Linked DNA regions of Nothobranchius furzeri: region 1 is linked to region 2. Evidence: chromatin contacts called from public Micro-C data. All regions are on one chromosome and are shown on one strand. The core of a region is the stretch at or near the end of the contact, and the rest is flanking DNA. Distances in the headings are between cores, read along the strand shown. Region 1 overlaps LOC107377651 (beta/gamma crystallin domain-containing protein 1). Region 2 has its middle 6.3 kb from the start of LOC107377650.

The links. A called contact is a pair of places that touch in the nucleus more often than the background predicts.
Region 1: a Micro-C map of tail fin shows a contact between it and region 2, with 2.8 times the contacts expected there. The contact joins two enhancer-like sites. A contact is called at or near these places in 2 of 2 Hi-C or Micro-C datasets (skeletal muscle and tail fin).

The regions. Positions count from the first base shown.
Region 1 is chr2:7,313,046-7,319,607 of NfurGRZ-RIMD1, reverse strand. It overlaps LOC107377651 (beta/gamma crystallin domain-containing protein 1), which reads right to left. Exons shown (of 23, transcript XM_015947406.3): 12 at 6,523-6,562; 13 at 6,241-6,361; 14 at 5,368-5,513; 15 at 4,358-4,484; 16 at 2,078-2,107; 17 at 1,850-1,962; 18 at 1,384-1,516. Among protein-coding and RNA genes, the nearest start is that of LOC107377651, 23 kb to the right of the region's middle. Within about 2 kb of position 4,822, at least 1 of the 3 cell types and tissues checked has an H3K27ac peak or open chromatin away from gene starts, as enhancers often do. A contact at or near this core is called in tail fin, where this site is marked.
Region 2 is chr2:7,274,932-7,281,217 of NfurGRZ-RIMD1, reverse strand. No RefSeq gene overlaps it. Among protein-coding and RNA genes, the nearest start is that of LOC107377650, 6.3 kb to the right of the region's middle. Within about 2 kb of position 3,622, at least 1 of the 3 cell types and tissues checked has an H3K27ac peak or open chromatin away from gene starts, as enhancers often do. A contact at or near this core is called in tail fin, where this site is marked.

The DNA of each region.
Region 1 (6,562 bases), core at 3,573-6,072, 37 kb before region 2:
TCTAAATTTGCTGTTTAAAATCAGAAAGTTATGTAATACGACGCTTGATATTAGCTTTTTTTACATCGATATACCAATATTGTCTAACTCTTAATTTCCAACACCGATTTATGTGGAGTCCCCCCTAATAAAAAAGGAAAAACTAAATAATTTAGGTTGCTAAAATTATATTTCTCCTATCATACAGCAGGACATCTAGGACAGCAGATCCTCACAACACAGAGAAAATCCCCACTTCCTCACAAGTTGTGTCAAATAAAACTAAACTATCTCAGGATCTAAACCTCAGATCTGTCATATTGTGACTTTTCAAGAGAGAGGAGATGAAGCAGAAGAGTTTGATGTATAAGATGTGCATCTTATCTAAAAGTTGGGTCATTAAAAGAGTAAAAACCAATTCCGATATTACATTTTATTGCTAAAATTGGCCAGACTTCTCTAGTATGTAAGATCCATAGAGAAAATTAGCTGTTGCTTAAAAAGTTATAAAGTGTAGTTTGTCAGAAGAAAACATAAATAACTTGAACAAGAAAATGCATAGAAAGAACACTGCCTCTTGTGGTGGCTGAGGGGCATTGCAACTGAATACAAAAGCAGCATTTTTTTATAAGTCGAGATGCTAGTAGCATTGTGGCACAGCTAACCACAACAGGAGATTAGCAAAGTAGCTCTTTAAAAATCCCATGAATCACTGCATGAAATAAAAAACTAAGGGGGCGGGACATAAAACCAGTACTGCAGCCAGCCACTAGGGGAACACACTTTTGTTTAAGCTCTGAATTCTGCGTTTAGTTTATTATACATGTTCCTGCCAAACAGTCAGCCTATTCTAAGCTCCTGTTTATCTTCTGAAAACTTATTTTGAAGTGATATATTTTCCCAGAGGCATTGTGAGACATGATGTAGAATTAATTTAAACGTTGGGAGCTGTGCATGTAGTTCAAACCAGCTTGAATTTTATCCCCCCTGCAGCCAGCAGCCCAATTTAACAGCAGTTATTTCGACTTTAAAAAAGGGGGAAAGCACGGGTGCACTATAATGAGGGCTGCATTCCATTCCTACAGCATGTGCATGCTGGTTTTTTGGAAACAATGCTACTTCCTCTAAATGAAATGCGGGACTCTTTGATACACCTGTGCTCTCCTGACTCTTTGAAGGCCATAATAACCCCCCTTCCCCACATAGTTATCGCTCAACACTTTTATTTTTATTTGGGTAACTTGAAAACTAATTAAAACGGGAATGACAGCTTTCATTTTTCCACAGAAAATACTTGCAGCACATTAAGATGGGTTGCATGCTTAATAGGATTAGCAAGCATAGAAAAAGGTTGGGTGGATTTGTGTTAGAATAATAAAAAAATAAAAAAAAGAAGTGACTCACAAATCCAACGATTTGCAGGGACAGAATGGACGAGCCACTGCTGACACAGCCCATCGCTCTCAGATCTGGGTAGCTGCCTTCTTCTAACACATACATCTTCCCTGTGAAGTCCTGGCTTTCATATGCCAGCCAGCTGGAATCCATTTGCATAAACAATAGCACACAGGAACATGGAAAATGTGATTAAAAACAATTCAAGGGAGAACCTCTGGTTTTCCGTACATCATTCTGTACCGCAGGCTGATTTATGAGCTGTGTCATAATTAATAGGATGAACATCATGTTGCTTTCTTACTAATTAACTGAGCTTTGCAACTTAATGCATTAATATAGATGCTGCAGTGTAATATTTGTAGTATTCGTATTGTATTAATTAAAGTGCATGGCTTGTAGCAGTGATACCTGCTGCTAAAATCTGCCTTCAGAAGGTTGCAAATGTTTTCGTTGGACTTGGTACAAAGCTCACCTGCCAGCCAGAACCTTGCAGGAAGCTACGGAGAAACCATCCTGAAGGGACACTGCGCTGTCCTCCAGGACAAGGACAGAGCCTTGAAAACCCGGATCGGAGAAAAGCTGCACCTGAGGGACACAGATCACGGCATGAAGACTGAGTCATCTGCTCACAGACGTCACCAAATAACTGAACAAAAAACACAGAGGTTATTTTTCATGTTATTTTGCACTTATAACCTACCTTAAACTTGTCTGTGCTCACAAAATCATCCTGAAAGGAAAAGAAACAAGTAATCTGCAACAACTCTGCTGTAAAAGGTGGGAAAATATAAATGTTTTTGAAAAACAGGGGAAGAAAATAGTTTTTTCCACTCGTTATAAACTAAATCAATAGGAAGTGAATGTGAAGTATGGAGTCTGTTCCTGCAGAAGGTTTTATTGGTTTTAGCATCCTTTGGAGGTTTGCAGACTTTCAAAAGCCACATTATTATTTTCAGCCTAACAGGAAGTAGAAGGGTTGCATTTTAATAACGTTCATATTTATAAGAGAGCATCCTGCTCTGTAATTTTCTGCTCCTATACAATAATCAGCAAATCCTTTAGGGTCTCAAGTGAGTTGATTCTAATCCGATTTGTCCTTTTCGTTTAATGTGCATCGTAAACATTTTTGGAGCTGCTGTTAACCTTAGGCCTGAAGCTGGATCATAAAAATGGAAGAATCTGTCGACCTCATCAAGGCCAAGCTTAACAACCTGGGGCTCTGTGGATTTTACGCACTCAGGAGGAAATCTTTTAAATCCCCATCACAGTGATGGACATTCTTTATTTTTTACTCATCAGCCTCATGTTTTATCATAAAAAACTGAAGTGAAATGCTGCATCAGTTTCTAATTGCTTCCTACCCCTTTCAGAGGAAGCAACAAAAGAGCTTAATTTCATTAAGCGTTCACAATAAATATGATCCGACTCAGAACAGAGGTATAATGTTAGTTAGTTTTAGATTCATTTTCTTTTCATCAGTATTTTCCACATTTTTTTAAATTTGTCCTTGATTATCAAAAAGCAGCTCTAGTCAAACTTAGCAATGTAAAACAGCAGATGATTCATCATATTTCTATAGAAAATGACACATTTCAACAGTCTTGTTATTTAGATTTCTCTTTGGACATTTAGTTTGGTAAAACTGCATTTAATATAATTTCTGGTGAAAATTTGACTACAACTCTGAGCATGAATTTGGTGTATAAAACGACAGTACGTATTCTTTAAACGGGGGCATATTATGACTTTTCTCAAGTTAAAATAGTTCTATGGTTATGAAGTTCTTTGCACAAAAACCCTCTCACATAAAGCGATTCCTGCATCTTTGAGCTGTGTCAGGGCTCAGTTAAAAAAAAAGAAAAGCTAACACTAGCCACGCCCACCCATCCCTGCTCGGCTTGCTATAGGCTGAGAAACTCTGATATGCGCGAGGGCTTTGAAGTAGAGCCACTGCTCTTCCAGCAGCAGGTCTCACCTCCAGATGATAGAGGTTTATATGGTACCGTATTTTCCGGACTATAAGTTACACTTTTTTCATAGTCTGGCTGGTCCTGCGACTTATATACCAAAGCGCCTTATATACCAAATTATGTATACCGCGCTGCTGCGGGCCGGCTCCGGTCCAGGTTTCAGCTCCTCTGCCCCGCTGGGAGGGGTTAAACACCGCCATCCTCTGCTGGAGACCGTGGCGTGCTGCTGCACCCTGATTGTTTATTCTGTTATTGTTACCGGCACTTGTCTTGCAATGTGAAATGCTTGGTCTCAGATTTTGTAAAAATAATAAAATTTCCCCCCAAAATGCGACTTATAGTCCAGTGCAACTTATATATGTTTTTTTTCTTCATCATTATACATTTTAAGGTTGGTGCGACTTATACTCTGGAAAATACGGTAATTTCCACATTTGTGATGTCACAAATGGGGACTTTTTGAAACTGCTCAATTTATTTGCACAATTCCTAAAATCAGTGACAGAAGACTGATGTTTTTTTGTTTTTGTTTATAGAGGCAGTAGAGATCCACATAGCAGTAGAAAAGGATGCAGAAGGAGAATTTAGCATATTTTGTCCCCTTTAAAAGCATCTGCTCATCATTTTGTGGTTTGCAATCAAAACATTTTCACTATGAGTCACCTACATGATCCACGCTTTAGTCATGTACGTTCCTGTTTTCCTTTCTAAACCGGGCACATGAGTTTATTCCTGATTTACTCCAAAACTTCCACAATTCATTCTAAATAATCGATTATGTCACAAGTGTGAGTGCTGAGATTAGTCCTGATATAATCTAGAGTGAGGTAGAGTTGCCAGGGGAAGTCAAAAGTTCTCAAAGTGTGCAACTTGAGTAAAAACACAGACTATTTTAGCAACTGGATGTAAAATATCACAGTTTCTGGACCGTCTGAGTAACACCCAGGCCACGTTTCCACCAGAGCAAAACAGTGAGGCGTTGTGGTTTCCTTGTGAGTCACCCCTCTTACCAGCAGGACCGGCATGGCAGAGCCAACTCTGTGCTGCAGCGCCCCCCAGTCCTCCGGGCTTCCATACAAGCCTTTCTCCAGGATGTAGGTCTCGCCACTGAAGCCTGGTTCTTCAAACACAACCCAGCTGAGAGGGAGTGAAAACAAGAACACAGAAAGCGGTGCACGATTACTCCATCAGAAGAGAGATTTATCCACTTTCATTTTATTTTAATCAGCAGAGAGACACCTTTGATGTGGCCACAATTCCTTGGAAAGAAGAACCGCAGGAATTCAGGCGAAGCTGTGCAAATGCATCAGAAAAGCCAACAACTCGGTCTGGATCCGAGTGCATAGTAGCTTCCCACTTCGCAGCGTGTCAGCATTTGTTGTCTTGGCAAACGTGGCGGGTCTAAAGTGGCTGAAACCTTGTGTTGCTTTTGTGGATTCATGATGTGCAAGGGTACAAACAAAGCCTCCCACCGCGAGTCCAATTCAAACCACAGAGCCAATCAGAGGAACACGTGGGTGAGGCTAGCAGTAAAACCCTTCCTGCTAAAGGAGGACACAGTGTTCCCCTCCACGTTTGTTGGATTCTCCCATGGGAAGCAACAGTCACCAACGCATGTTCTGCATTTCATTTTCCTGATTTGCTTCGGATTTTCTTCCTGCTCTTTGCTTTTTTTGGCTGATCACAACATAAACAAAACCAGACATGTGCCATCTAAGTAAAACTGAACTTTCCCAACTTTCCCGAGCGTGAGGCAGGACAATCACACCCCAACAGGGAAGTGATGCGTGGAAGCTTTAAAACATTAGTGAGCTCGCGTATCTGTCGAGGCCTGTCTGTTTGGGTGTGGCGGCTTTTGCCGTTACACCTGGGCACCTTTAAATGGCAAGAAACCAACACGAGAGGAAGCAGGAACTTTGGTCTCGACTAATGCAAAGGTTGCAGGGTTGGAAAAACACTGGAAGTTTTGCATATGAAGGGATGAGACGTGCCTTCAGCAAACGCAGAAAAAAGTACTCACACACCACCGAGGACATCGATGGACTGCGTTTTCATGCCGTAGCCTGTGTCGTCCATGTTGATAACGGGCGCCGTGAGGTCAACGTTCACACCGAGCTTGCCAAAGTTTTTATCGGAGAACATTTTCATGAGAGGGGACAAGAAATCCTACAAGAGAACAGGATAATTAGGGCCAAATGGAAAAATATATAGGACATGACAGATTTAGTGAGACAGGGGTTTTCAGAAATGATCTCACTTGAGGAGCAGGACAAATTCTCAGCATGCCACAGGGCACCAGTTACATTTTTTTGAAACCCCCAAACACTCAGCTGAACCTGAAACGTTTGTTTGAAGCGATGCTTCAAACTGTTGTTTTGACTCCAGTGCAGCTTTGGGATTTAACATTTTAGCCAATAAACCAGTTTGTTTTAGAAAAGCCGAACATCCGAGAGCTGCGGGAGGGATTTTTCTTTCATCGATTTCCATTTGTGGATTTCCTTTGTTTTGTATTCCATATCTGAAGAAAAGTAAACCCCCCCGCACACAATGCTCAGATATTTGATTGCCCTGCAAGACGTCCAAGCAATTATATTGTGAAGTTTATACCCGCGGTTATTGGTTTGGTTTCCCATGGCGATGAATTGATTTATAGCAGAAGGCTGAGGAGCTTAGTGATTGGTGCGCTGCAAAAATAATTGCACCCTTCTCTTTTTTTTTACACCAGCAGATGCAGAAGTAGCGCAAAAATACAAATTAATGATGGACCCTATGTATTCAGCCTATAATATATACACCCTCTGTCCTTCACGCACAAGGCTGAGCTAAACTAACAACTTCAACAGAATGTCTTACATGCTGTTTATAATATATTGGTGTATTTATGGTAACTTACAGAAATAATCGGTCGCAGTGACAGAAGCTCAGCGCCTCTCCAGTCGCTGCAATCCAGGTACTCTCCTTCCTCCAGGATGTGCTGCTGACCCTCAAACCCAGGCTGGCTGTATCCCACCCAGCTGCAACAGGAAAAAACACGTTGATGGATTTCTCTTCAGAGCCACATTGGTAGATTTAAACCACGTTGCATAATGAAAAAATATGTATTTATTGAAGTTTTGTGTAAACTTTGCTCAGAGCTTCAAGTCACTAAGAATAGCACGGTGAGACGGAGACTCACAATCCTCCAATAATCTTTAATGATCCAACAGATTTCAGGT
Region 2 (6,286 bases), core at 2,373-4,872:
TCCAAGTCAGTTTGCATTTTAACTCAGTTAGTTTTTGTTTATCAGCGTTAGCCAGCGTTTGTCACGGCTGCTAGCTCCATCATCAGCATTCAGGGGAGCACTCGGCTGCTCGCAATGTTTTCATTGTTGTCATGGAATGGGATTAATCAAATTTCCAGGATCAGAGATTATTCGAGTGATTCATCCGTCATGAGGCTATTGAGGAAGAAACACTCCATCTTGGTCCTCTTTCAGTGATGCCCCATCAGAGTAAAAGGGACGGATGCCTTATAGTTATAGTACAATTGTCATTCACCACATTATGATGTCACACGCTGTAAAATATCTGGTTTGTCTTGTTTGCATACATGCAAATCTGATTCGTTCTTCTATGGTTTAACGAGAACTTAATCTGGAAAAAAATATGCATGCATGGTCGCATTTGGTTTTCCTTAACAACTAAAAACCTCCAGCAGCCATGATGCAATGAGAGAGAGAGAGAGAGAGAGAGAGAGACGGGGAGAGAGAGAGAGAGAGAGAGAGAGAGAGAGATAGAGATAGAGAGAGATGGAGAGAGAGAGAGAGATGGAGAGAGAGAGAGAGAGAGACGGAGAGAGAGAGAGAGAGAGAGAGAGAGAGAGAGAGAGAGAGAGATGGAGAGAGAGAGAGGACTTTTAGAAGAACAAGCAAAGCTGAACTTTAGTAGTGAAAGGATGCTCTTGCACTTTAACCCACACTAACTTTTCATGTTCACTGCAACCCTGAATGGCCTCCTATGGTAACTTTTAAATCAAAATTCAACAGTTTCATGTATTCATCAGCCTTTGAATGAATCTTTCTCATGTCGCACCTTCTGCGCTGTAACTGCTCGGTATTTAACTTTTCTTTTTTTCTTATTCTTACAACTAATTTGATTTATTTGTGTATTTTCTTTATGACTTTAAAAGCTGCTGTTTCATGTTGTTGCGTTGATTTGAATGTTCTTGCTCCTAGAAAGCACATTGAATTGCCTCTGTGTATGAAATATGCTATACACATGAAGCTGCCTTGCCTCTATGGTGAGAGAGACAAAAAAGCTGCTGCAGAACTAAACCATGTGGGTCCTGCAGCTAGAGGCAAGGGGTTTCTGCACACTTAGTGCCACAATGGACTGGGTAAAAATAAAGATATGCATCAAGAAAAAAAAACCATCTTGTTACAGTCATCCATGAAGCTCAAAAGTTCACAGCAACTGTGGAAGCTCAGACTCATCAGTGTCCTCTCATGTAGGAGTGCACACTGAGTAAAGTGAATCCGCAGCCATCAGAGTGATTTAGAACAGATTTAAAACATTTTAAACACACGATTTATGTTACTGAATCTACACAATGTTGCACCAAATATCTACAGGATTTGGAGTCGTATTTCTTCATATTTGGGCATCTTGTCTCCATTTGGAGGGCAGCAACGCGAGACTCTACCACTAACTTGCAACGTTGATGTTTTATCTCCACAAATAACACAAGCCTGGAGGAGCTCCTGTTGTGTGGTGAAGTCGCTAATGCTAACGATTAGCTTAAGCTAGCCGAGACGTCCTCTGCTGTTTCCCTGACATTTAAACAACAACTGCCTTCCCCGTCGCGAGTCCAGATGCGTGAGTCCATGAATGGCAAATCACAGCGTGACAGATCTGTAAAGATTTTCAAATTATAGAGTTTCACCATCTATTTTCTATCAGAAGCTAATGCAGGAGATAGGTGTAGGAGACTGTTTTCATGTTCAGCCTGCATGAAAAACTCAAAGTGGCTGATTATAATCGTGAATAATAATTAAAAAATGTTTTTACACATTCCACAACAACCGTACTTCTCCCACCACGGCCATATCGCTTAAAAGTTTGACATCACTTGGAAAAGTCTTTTACATTCAAATCAGTAACAATTTTAATTCATTAGATTTTTTTCAAACACTTAAATTTTTGCATAGCAGCCGATTGTCAAGTCAACTGAATCAAGGTACCAGGCTTAATGAGTATTAAAATAGCATTAATGACCCAAAACACACATCTGAACAGTGTCTACATTATTTAGAGAATACGCCAGAATCCTGACTGTAAAATACCAAACTCCAGAGTCTCTGAACCCTTTAGAGTATAAAATCTCATCCAATTACCTTAAATTAAAATTTTAACCAGGTAAATAAAAAAAATAAAAACATAAAAAAGAGACACAGGCTTCTCGTTTCCATGCTAACAGTGACCCTCTCACGTCTGAGGCTCCCACCGTGGACCGAGTCTGCCTGAACATCCCATCAGCTGCTGAGTAAATAAGAATGTGACTCACTGCTGCTCTTTTTATTACTGCCAAGCCATTAAGTCTTGCATCACCACGGCAACCATCACCACTGATGTGTAAATAATTTCAGCTTGGAAGTCCTGACATTGGAAGGGGAGTTGGCCTCTCGTGTTGGGAAAACAATCACTAATTCCCGGAGGATCACGAGTCTCCGCTTGGGTCATCTCTCAGTTGAAGGGGGAACAATCCGAGTCACTGGCTGGCGTTTCTGCTGCATCACCTCAAACGCTGACCTGCTTGTTTTCTACACAGCTCAGCATTTTTATTTAATTTTAAAATCTGGTCAACGTCGGGACTAATTAATGCCTTTGGGCGTTGTGCTCTGGCTAAGTGACAATGTGATAATGAATTAATTCCAGAAAGAAAACAAAAATCTGCTTTTTTCCAGCCACCAAGCACAGGTGGGCCCCATATGGATATATATGAGCAAACCGTATGGGTGCCAATAGGGTTTGTCCACGGTTTCCATGATGGCCCCATGGCAATTTTCCCCACATATTATTTAACAGGGCCTACAAGGGTTTTCTGGGAGACTCAGATGGTCACCATGGAAACCATGGATAAACCCTGTTGGCACCCTTATGGTTTGTCCATGTATTTGCATATTGGTCCCACCTATTCATGCTGGCTGGGTTTCTACTTCACATGTGGGGAAAAAAAGCTCGAATGTAACATTTCCATTTTAAATAGGAAATGATTACAGCTGCCTTTCTCAGAACGGGAAAAAAGCACAAAAATAATTAAAGAATAATGTGTTCCCTGTTGTGAGTTTGGTGTGGAAAAACAGATCGTTGCACCACGCCAGCCTCTCACCGTGTTCCTGCATTCGACAAACACAACAGCAGGGGTCATTACTTTTTACATGGTTTCACTTTTTTACTCTCCAAAGTGAATTTATTGGACTTTACTTGATCAGGATTCAAAAGGCCGCCCCGCAGGCATTGTGGCTTTGATAGCCTCTCAGGTATTCTCTGCACATCTGCCTTTCAGAGAAACGTGTGGTTCTTCATACGTCATGATAATAAAACATGTCGCATTATTATCACCTCATGTTGCTCAAAACAGCTTAAACTTGTTTTGGCTGGGGAGTGTCTCTTACATGCAGAGAAATATTTGCCTTTTAATCCATAATAGTGAACAGTTCCTCCAAATAAGTTGTTTTACAAAAAGTAAATATTTAAATTTACAGATAAAGTAGATGTAACTGTAATAATAATCAAATAAATACATATGCTTCTGTGTGAGCTTTTAGGAGCGACAGCATTCAATAATCCTGTGTCTAAATCACTTGCTCAAAGTGCAATACTCTTCTTAGCCAGTAGGTGGCAGTAACACAGCATAGGATTTGAATTAGAAATATTGTTTTAAACAATATAATCCCATAAAATGAGAACAAATAAACACAATTTAAAGCTACAGTTGTGATTTCAGCTCTAAATTAAACCAACGGTGAGTGTGTGTGAACGAGGATGTGACAGAGAGAGCAAAAATGAGATCCAGCAACTTCTAGCATGCTAGCTAGTTGTTTTCTGTAAGCTGGCGAGCTGTCTGCTAGCGCCCCAGAGGCATTCAATTCACGAATTCTAATGGTTCCAGAATTCTCCAGTTTTCCCTATCAACCAAATGTGATTGGCTGTTGAGCTGCAGTTCAGGGGCGCTTTCCCCAGCGCACTACGAGTGAAACTAGAGTGTCGGGTGGAGGAAATTTGCTGTTTAATGAAAGACAGCTGGTTGAGTAAATCCTTCATATTGCATGTAGGCATGCTAAATTAAGTAAATCTGACACATTTAGAGTAAATATATGAATATATAAGTGGTTTTATTTACAACAACATCCAACAAGTTGAAGTTTGGTGCTTTTTTGCAAGTTTAGTAAACATTTAGTTCAGTTTGGCATTTATTCAATACAAAAAAAAAACAATTTCTAGGAATATTTTAGCTCATTCATCATCTTATTTTGCCTGTTTGCTTTCTAATCATAACTTTTCTAAAAGTCTGGCACATCTGCTGCAAAAAGAATAATGCTGGGTGAGTGACTTGAGGTCTAAGACAAAAAGTGCTCTGTGCAGGTTCGATATTTAGCAGCAGCCCTTTGGCAAGAAGCACTCAGGTCGTATACACTTGTGATGAAGGAAATGGGCATTCAGTGGTAGAATTTCCACCCAATCCTTGGGCAAAAAGGTATTTTTTCTGTAAACCATTTGTTCTTTTGTAGCCAATGCCTGATCTGTTCTTTGGATGTTGGGTTGTGGTCTGAATGTCATATTCATTTGGCTCCATTTTTTACCGAAACGATGATGTTTTCTTTTAGAATTTGATATTTTTCTGTATTAATTACGTTTTTGAAACCCTAATAAAAAAAAGGATGCCACAACTTCCAACCATCAGATATATTTGGATGTTTACTGTCTGTGATCCCAAGATGATTTTTTCGTCTCTATAAAAGACAGTTATGGGCATTTCTGTGATGTTTTGGTTAGATTTGGTAGCCATCTTGAACTGAGTTGACTCCAGAAATGGATCAATACTGTTTTTTCTGTGAGCTACATCAAAATCCATCCAGTGGTTCATAAAGTACGTTGGTAATATTAGTCAGCCTATAGGCTATAGCTCGTTGGCAGCTTTACAAACCTACAAGGCTGCAGAAATGGAATGCAGCTCAAACCATAAGTCATCTGTGAGGTCACATGCCTCTCACCATGAAAAAATATCTTTTAGCACTAAGAGAAGGAAGTTCAACATAACTGTCCATTAAATTAATTTACCTCATATTCTGCTCCTCTTTTATTTTCCCATGCCTTTCTATGGAAATTCAAAAGGATGCTTATGATCCTTCAACGGGGGAAAGCAGAGCAATGGAGAATGTCTTGCAGCAAAATAAATGATTTCTTTTAGTTTCTATTCAGGATGTTCCATTTTATGGTCCTGCCGTTATTATCGGCCGATATTGGCATTAAAATTTAATGTTAAAAAAAATCGATATCGGTTTTCAGGCTTTTAAAGAGCAAGTTACCCCCAAATAAACTTTATTTTTTCTGATAAACTGTATAAATGCGTGTCTAATCATGCTGCAGACGCGTGTAATCAATAGTTTTGCACTTTAGTGCATTTTAGTTAAAATTTTAATTTTCTGCCTAAAACTGTCAGTGTTGTGTCGTTGTCAGGTAAAACTCTGCACTGAATTAGAATTTAAATCTGCCATCGTTATTGGCTAAGAGGTACCCTAGAACGTTAGCTGGTACCATATGATGTCACAATGTTGTTGTGAGCCTGTGTGTGTGTGTGTGTGTGTGTGTGTGTATGTTAGTGGCTCCACCCTCTCGGTCTGCTAGGCTACAGCATTTGTGGCATTTTTCAAACAGGAAGTGGGAGTTGAGTAAGAATCTGGTAGGGGGTGACTTGCTCTTTAATGACACAACTTTTACATAACATACACATATTATACATCAAAATCTTCTGCTATTTTTCCGCTCTCCAAAAATGTCAAAATATGACAGATCTGAGCTATTGTTTTAGAGATATTTAAGTTGCTTTGGCACAAAATGTGAAGGAGAGATTTTCCCCGTGTAGTGATACTCTGTCCTCCGAACAAAGCTACGTTCAGCTAGCCAGCTAAAAAACAAATCAAACAGAAACAAGAATCTTCACCCAAGGCTTGCTTTTCTTATCTGAAGATCTTTTTAAATGTGTTATCAGCATAGCTGCAATATAAAGAAAAAGGTAAAATACATACACACGTCTTAGGCCCTGTCCACACGTAGCCGGGGATCTGCCAAGTCGTAGATATTTTTCTACGTTTTGGCCTGTCATTCACACGAAAACTGAGTTTTTTCACACAAAAACGGATCTTTTGAAAAACTCCGGCCAAAGTGAAGATCTGCGTTTTCTCCGTTTTGGGTGTCTGCGTGTGGACAGACAAACCCGGAGTTTTAAGGTCCGCAACGTCACTTTCCGCGACAAAAAAATGCTGACAT